Linked DNA regions of Mus musculus: region 2 is linked to region 1. The links are chromatin contacts, called in public HiChIP or PLAC-seq maps. All regions are on one chromosome and are shown on one strand. The core of a region is the stretch at or near the end of the contact, and the rest is flanking DNA. Distances in the headings are between cores, read along the strand shown. Region 1 holds the start of H4c14 (H4 clustered histone 14). Region 2 has its middle 4.5 kb from the start of n-TQctg3.

What was found. HiChIP or PLAC-seq counts read pairs in DNA pulled down with a chosen protein or histone mark.
Region 2: a contact with region 1 is called in an H3K4me3 HiChIP or PLAC-seq map of forebrain, with 3 times the contacts expected there. The contact joins the enhancer-like site here to the promoter of H4c14 in region 1. A contact is called at or near these places in 9 of 39 promoter capture datasets (cranial neural crest, embryonic stem cells, frontonasal cranial neural crest and 5 more), 4 of 15 datasets of contacts at CTCF or cohesin (CD8 T cells, embryonic stem cells, large pre-B cells and 1 more), 3 of 484 Hi-C or Micro-C datasets (the G1E-ER4 cell line, bone marrow-derived macrophages and nephron progenitors), 26 of 115 datasets of contacts at active chromatin or transcription factors (the SCID.adh cell line, SST interneurons, T-cell acute lymphoblastic leukemia and 19 more) and 3 of 9 other capture datasets (adipose tissue, liver and pancreatic islet).

The regions. Positions count from the first base shown.
Region 1 is chr3:96,261,446-96,264,693 of GRCm38.p6, forward strand. H4c14 (H4 clustered histone 14) reads right to left here and starts at 1,872. Exons shown (of 1, transcript NM_033596.3): 1 at 1,489-1,872. The coding sequence starts at 1,859. The coding sequence ends at 1,548.
Region 2 is chr3:96,473,322-96,476,558 of GRCm38.p6, forward strand. No RefSeq gene overlaps it. Among named protein-coding and RNA genes, the nearest start is that of n-TQctg3, 4.5 kb to the right of the region's middle. Within about 2 kb of position 1,885, at least 17 of the 459 cell types and tissues checked have an H3K27ac peak or open chromatin away from gene starts, as enhancers often do.

The DNA of each region.
Region 1 (3,248 bases), core at 622-3,121:
AGAATGGCTTACTGCGTTCTTGGCCATGTTGAGAATTTGCTTTTGCCTTATCAAAATTAAAATGCACCATCTGATCAACGGTACACATGTTTTGGCAAGTCTCTTTCTAAACAGGTCCCAACACACCACACACCTGAGTGGCTTCTAAGATTTTCTTTCACTAAATAATATAGTGTGCCTCCACTCACTTATTGTTCACGGTGGTTTGGTTTTGTGTTTGTTTGTTTGACTATACATTCTTTTCTTTTTGTTGTTTTTAAGATTTTATTTTATGTATACGAATACACTGGTCCTCTCTCTTCAGTCACACCAGAAGAGGGCATCGGATCCTATTAGAGATGGTGAGCCACCATGTGGTTGCTGAGATTTGAGCTCAGGACCTCTCAGTCCCCTCTCCAACCCTCAAGGGGTTTTTTGTTTGTTTGCTTGCTTGCTTTGTTTTGTTGTTTTGTTTGTGACAGGGTCTTGTGGTTCAGGCTTTCCCCCAAACCATGCAGAAGTGGTCCTTGAACCCCTAACCCTTGTTTCCTCCCTGACTTGCTGGGATTATAGCTGTCACCACCTGGCTTGCTTATGTTATGGGACATTAAAATGTCGTTGCAATTGTATCCCAGCAGAGCTTCGATCCCAGTCCACTATTTCCTAGATCCATGCCTAAACTGAGGAGTTTTGCGAGGACTTTTGGGGGTCCTGCTTGGTGTTTAATTGTAAAGACACCGGAGACATCTGGATACAATAAAGCTGTTGGCCTGTTTGCTGAGACAGTCCCTCAGCTAACCCATCTACCTAACCCGACCGACTTCTTGCCACTGTGTCCCACCACGTGTCTCTTTAAATCCCTGTTCCGTTCTTGTCCCTGCTTGTCTCCCGCCTGTCCGGCCCAAGCTTCTGCTGCCAGCTCTTTATTCTGCAGGAGGCCATACGCCTAACTCTTCCACTGAGCCAATCAGCAGCAGGACAACGCCCGGTCTCTCTTACGTAGCCTTTTGGCGCAGAGGGTTACGTGACCTCCATCTAGGCAGCTAGCTTTCTAACATGGCCTGAAGAAAATCTTTTGGGAAGATGAGGAAGGATAAAAGGTGGGTTGTGGGGCCATAGAAACAATACCAAATATCCGGTCAAGCACAGCCACTCATTGGAAACACAGGGACACAGCCACATAGCCATTTGATGTGTGGACATAGGTCATCCCATCCAAAGGGTCTCCTTATTGCAATTCTGCTCCAAACAGCTAAAGAAAATCTTAGCCAGTCTCTTGACCTGACAACCAGCTCACACACTAAGTAGGAATTAAAATTCCCAGTGTGAGCTATCCTGCTGGATGCTATCTATCCGCCGTGGTATAGAAACTTAAGTGGATGGCTCTAAAAGCGGAACACCTAGTAGCGTTGAGTCACAAGGAAAACTAGCGTCTTTACCTTACCGAGTCTAAACCCACGGTTATTACCTGTACAACCCAAGTCAGTGTCAGCTCTCCTGAAGAGACTGTGGTTGGCCCTAAAAAGGGCCGTTAGGGATGGGGGGGGGGGGAATTGAAGCGGCGGCGTCTAGCCTCCGAAGCCGTAGAGGGTGCGGCCCTGGCGCTTGAGAGCGTACACCACATCCATAGCGGTGACGGTCTTGCGCTTGGCGTGCTCGGTGTAGGTGACTGCGTCGCGGATGACGTTCTCCAGGAACACCTTCAGCACACCACGGGTCTCCTCGTAGATGAGGCCGGAGATGCGCTTGACCCCACCGCGCCGAGCCAGGCGGCGGATGGCGGGCTTGGTGATACCCTGGATGTTGTCACGCAAGACTTTGCGATGGCGCTTGGCGCCACCCTTGCCTAGACCCTTTCCACCCTTTCCTCTGCCAGACATGGCTAATGTAATCTGAAACACCAGCTGGTGAGGCATTGGAGGTGGAGTGCCACTAATATATGAGAGGATCGGACCAGATTGAAAACTGAAAGCGCGCGGGCGGGAACCTTTCTAAATTATCCGGGCTCTGGATGTTGCATCATCTTCCTGTTTTTCTTTTCTCTTCTCTGCCCTCTACCGGTTCCTTACAGTCTCAAGCCTTTATTTTTTTATTTTCGATTTTCTTAATTATGGTGCCGAAGTCCCTCGGAGAATTCAGATTCCTCCAAATAAAACTTAGAGATAACACAGACTTTAGAAAGCACTGACGCTAAAAAGACAAAAGACCGGAGAAAGAGAAAGTTAGAGATGAGGGGGGAGTGCGCTGCACTGAAGGGCCCGGAGCTCCTGTTAGGTAAAAACCGCAGCAAAAGTTCCAGTAACCAGCGTGACAATCGAAAGCAGAGGACCCAGGAATGTGTGTGGAAGGGAAAGGTCGCGGGCGTTTCTGCGTACAGTCGCCTGTTTCGTTGATAGAGACACATTATTCAGATCAAGCAGAAACTAGATCATAGGAAAACTGAGGATGCCGCCGATCCTTTTCACCGAGGTCAGTGGGTTTCCACGCTCTTCTACCCAAAGGCCCGCTGACTAGCCGAGCAGCCCGGGAATGCTGCTACGCTCGTTTCCACAAGTCCTTTGAGGCCCGCCCTTTGTTTTCAGTTATTCCAAACTGTCTCTACTATGCAGTAGACTAAAATTCACTTTTTCAAGTGTGTGTCTGCTTTATACAGTGACGCCCTGGGAAATGAACTGGAGTCTGTACTTCTAGTATGTCCGTCGTTCCCAGGGCCACCCATAGAAGAATCTTGAGAAAGCATTCTGCATCAGAAAGAACGGTAGTGGGTTGGTTGGGACTTGTTTTTAAAGTGATCTGATAGGCCTTGTTCTGACTGTTCCTTTATTCTAACATCTATATGTGCTCATGAATCCCCACCACCACCACCACCACCTTTTTTCTATCCAGATTTTCTGGCTCCAGACATGTAGATAGATGTAGGTTTTGAGTCACCTTAGGCTGGGGGCTCAGACTCCCCTCTCAACTCAAATGTTTTAAACCTAAGACCTGTGAATTGTAGATCTTAGAGGGAAGAGAGCTCCCTCCTACCCCAGTAACCCTGGGCAGTCATACACGTCTCTTGATGGATAGATCCTGTTTGTAGACATGCCTCCATGCCCAAACTAGCACCCTAGAATTCAGAGCCTCTCCATCCCGCAGCCGCTGTTTTCTCATTCCCATGGCGACCCCTGGAAGCTGTGTTGCTTCATATCTCTGTATTGTGCGGACTTCTCCACATCCTTGACTATGTCCCTAATGGGATGTGATTTCTGTGTCTTCTTTCTTTTTAA
Region 2 (3,237 bases), core at 635-3,134, 210 kb after region 1:
GGACTTGCTCTGTAAACCAGCCTGGCCTGGAACTCAGAGATTTGCCTGCCTCTGCTTCCAAAATGCTACCATGAAATGTGTGCTCCACCATGCCTGCCCATTTTTCAATCTTTTTCTCTATGTATCTTTTTAAAAGATTTATTTATTTATTCATTTTATGTATATGAATACACTGTAGCTGTCTTCAGACACACCAGAAGAGGGCATCCAATCCCATTACAGATGGTTGTGAGCGGTTGGTAGGAATTGAACTCAGGACCTCTGGAAGAGCAGTCAGTGCTCTTAACCATTCCAGCTCTCTTAAACTTTTTAAAGGGCCGTTGAGACCTTTCAATACAGTCTCCCATGCTGCAGTGACCCCTCAACCATAAAGCCATTATGGTTGCTACTTCATAACTGTAATTTTGCTACTGTTATGAATGGTAATGTAAATATCTGATATGCAGGATATCTGATCCTCCTTCCCTGCCGTCAGCCCCCTCCCCCAGGCTAGTCCTCTCAGGATCTGAGTGAGTAGAACACCACAATAAAAAATAAATAAATAGCCGGGCAGTGGTGGCACATGCCTTTAATCCCAGCACTTGGGAGGCAGAGGCAGGTGGATTTCTGAGTTCAAGGCCAGCCTGGTCTACAGAGTGAGTTCCAGGACAGCCAGGACTACACATAGAAACCCTGTCTCAAAAAACCAAAAGCAAATAAATAAATAAATAAAGATAAAAGTACAGTTATTGAAGAATCTTGAAGCATCTTGGGAGTTTCTGTTCAAAAATACAACAGTGAGTCTGTGTGCCTGTGCACTGTGGTCCTCTGATGCACCTCCTCCTGGGGTAAGGCCAGAGAGTCGCCCTGCCCTAGGTCAGCGAGAGCTGGGAGAAAGTTTGTTGTGCAGGCACGGAAACAAAGTAACACGACACAGCTGGGAACACAGGAGCAGGACTGGGTACCACCCCTGGGCAAGATGCATTTGCAGAACATGATATAAACGCCATCGTGTGATGGTGGTATACCCATCTCTCCACTATTGAAGCAAACACCCGCAGGAGTCACCAATGACAGTGTTGGAAAAGACTGCGGTAGCTTGGCTTTTAATCATAAACCAGGAAAGGGGAAACTGGACAATTCGTATTTAAAGAGAAAAAAAACTTTCCCCCCAAACATAATAGAAAGACACTGGCTATATCTCCAGAACTCTCTGGGCAGAAATAGAGGATTTTGAGTTCAAGACCAGCTTGACAATCAACCCTCAGTGTTTATACTGATGATCCCCTCTATGTAAAACAGTGCTAGAAAAATCACTCGATTTTTCTGGCCTGAGGCTATGGACAAATTACAATTGGTCAGAGGTTTTTTTTTTTTTTGTTTTTTTTTTTTTTCTGTATCTCAGGAATTTTGTTGTTGTTGTTAGACAAGGTCTCACTGTGCAGCCCTGGCTGGCACGGAACTCACAGAGGCCTCTTGCCTCGGTCTCCCGAATGCTGGAATTAAAGGCGTGAGTGCATCTTTGTAAAAATAATGTGCTACCAGCTGCAGTTAAAAACGGAAGCACCGCGGGTAGCTACTCTAAAGGAACGTGAATTTTCCGAATCCCACCACCCGGTAACTGATTTTGCCACCCGCGGTCAGCGCAGGAAGCTTCGGTGTCCCCTGGGCCCCGCAAGCCTCGAGTCCACTTCTCAAGCTCGTGGGAATGGAATGAACCCCCTGCGTCCCACCGCCACCGGGAGATCCCAGGGATCCAACAGGGCTCTGCGAAGAAGCCCAAGTGCGCTTTAGGGTCGGGTACTTTGCAGACCACGAGTACGGACGCGCGAGGGACTGGTCACGCTGGGCGTGTGCTGGAGCCTCTGCGCAGTGCGCGTGGGGCAGGCGGGCAGTGCGGTGCGGGTGCTCAGGGAGGCGAGACGGGAGGGGCGGGGAACGGTGGACAGGGCAGAGCATCAGTCGCGGCTGTAGGAGGTGAAGGAATGTTTTTTGTTTTTGTTTTTTAGTGGGGCATAGAATGGGAGGAAGAGGAGGACAGGGGAGTCTGCATGGGGAAGGAGCGACGACCTTTACCTGTCTGAATTTTTAAAGGCAGCCACCGACTGTTACACTTAACCTTTGACTGACTGTAAAAAAGCCGCGTCTTTGTGGGTGTTTCGGTAGCTCGCGGTGATCGCTCAGTTGCTAGCTAGTACTCTGCTTTGTGGCCACAGTAATGTGGATTCGAGTCCAAGCCAAGTTAAGTAGTTTCTGTGTGGTTAAACAGGCCATCTCTGTCCACTCTTCTCACCACCTGGCGCTGGACTAAGACCACAGTGCATGTGGCTGAGTTGAAAAGACAACTGAGGCCCTGCAACTGCCTTGGCCTTTTCTGAGAGAAGTGTTAAGAACCAAGAAAGGAGGGACTGCCTTACAGCCATCCTCACTGAGGTCTTGCTTAGCAGCCTGACCATTGTTCTTTTCTGTCTTGGATATTTTTAAATACTGGGTTTTCCTTCTTAAGACAAATCACAAATAAGATGAAACTTTCTACGTCAATTGAGTATTTTGGAAAACTTTCAATACAGGTAATAAAATTAAGCCGGACATTGTGGCTGATACCTGTAACTCCAATACTTGGGAGGCTGAGGCTGATGCTTATGTGAAGTTCCAAGCCAGCCTGAGATACATAGTGAAACCCTGCTCCTCCCCCTGAAAAATTCCAAAAAGGAAAGAGAATGGCATGTCCAGGTTGTTCCCCCCCCCCCCCCGGTAAATCGAGCAGAATTGTATGACTATCTGGTGCTTTGCTGGTGAGTTGGACACAAAGAATTGCCCCCTTTTTCCTTCCCTATTGTGATAAATACCCTGGCAAGGTCCATTTAAGTGAGAAAAAGTTAATTTTAGTTCACAGATCCAGGTTACAGTCCATTGTTTTGTGCAAGTCACAGTGGTTGGAACTTGAGGCAACTAATCACTTTGCATCCTTAGTAAAGAAAGAGGAACCAATCAATGGACGAATGCTAGATCTCTCTCTCCACTTTCATCCAGTTCAGGACACTGCTAAAGAATGATGATGCCACACAGTGGGCAGGTCTTCGACTCTCAATCTAATCAGGATAATCCCCACAAACATGCTCACAGGCCAGTCTGATCCAGCTGAGACCGTCATTCTGTAGCCCTGACATTTGGGGCTACAGAAGACCTTCCCCATATTTTGCTGTTACCGCCTCTCTGATGGACCCACCAGTGTTTTTGACTTGTGCCTTAGTTTGT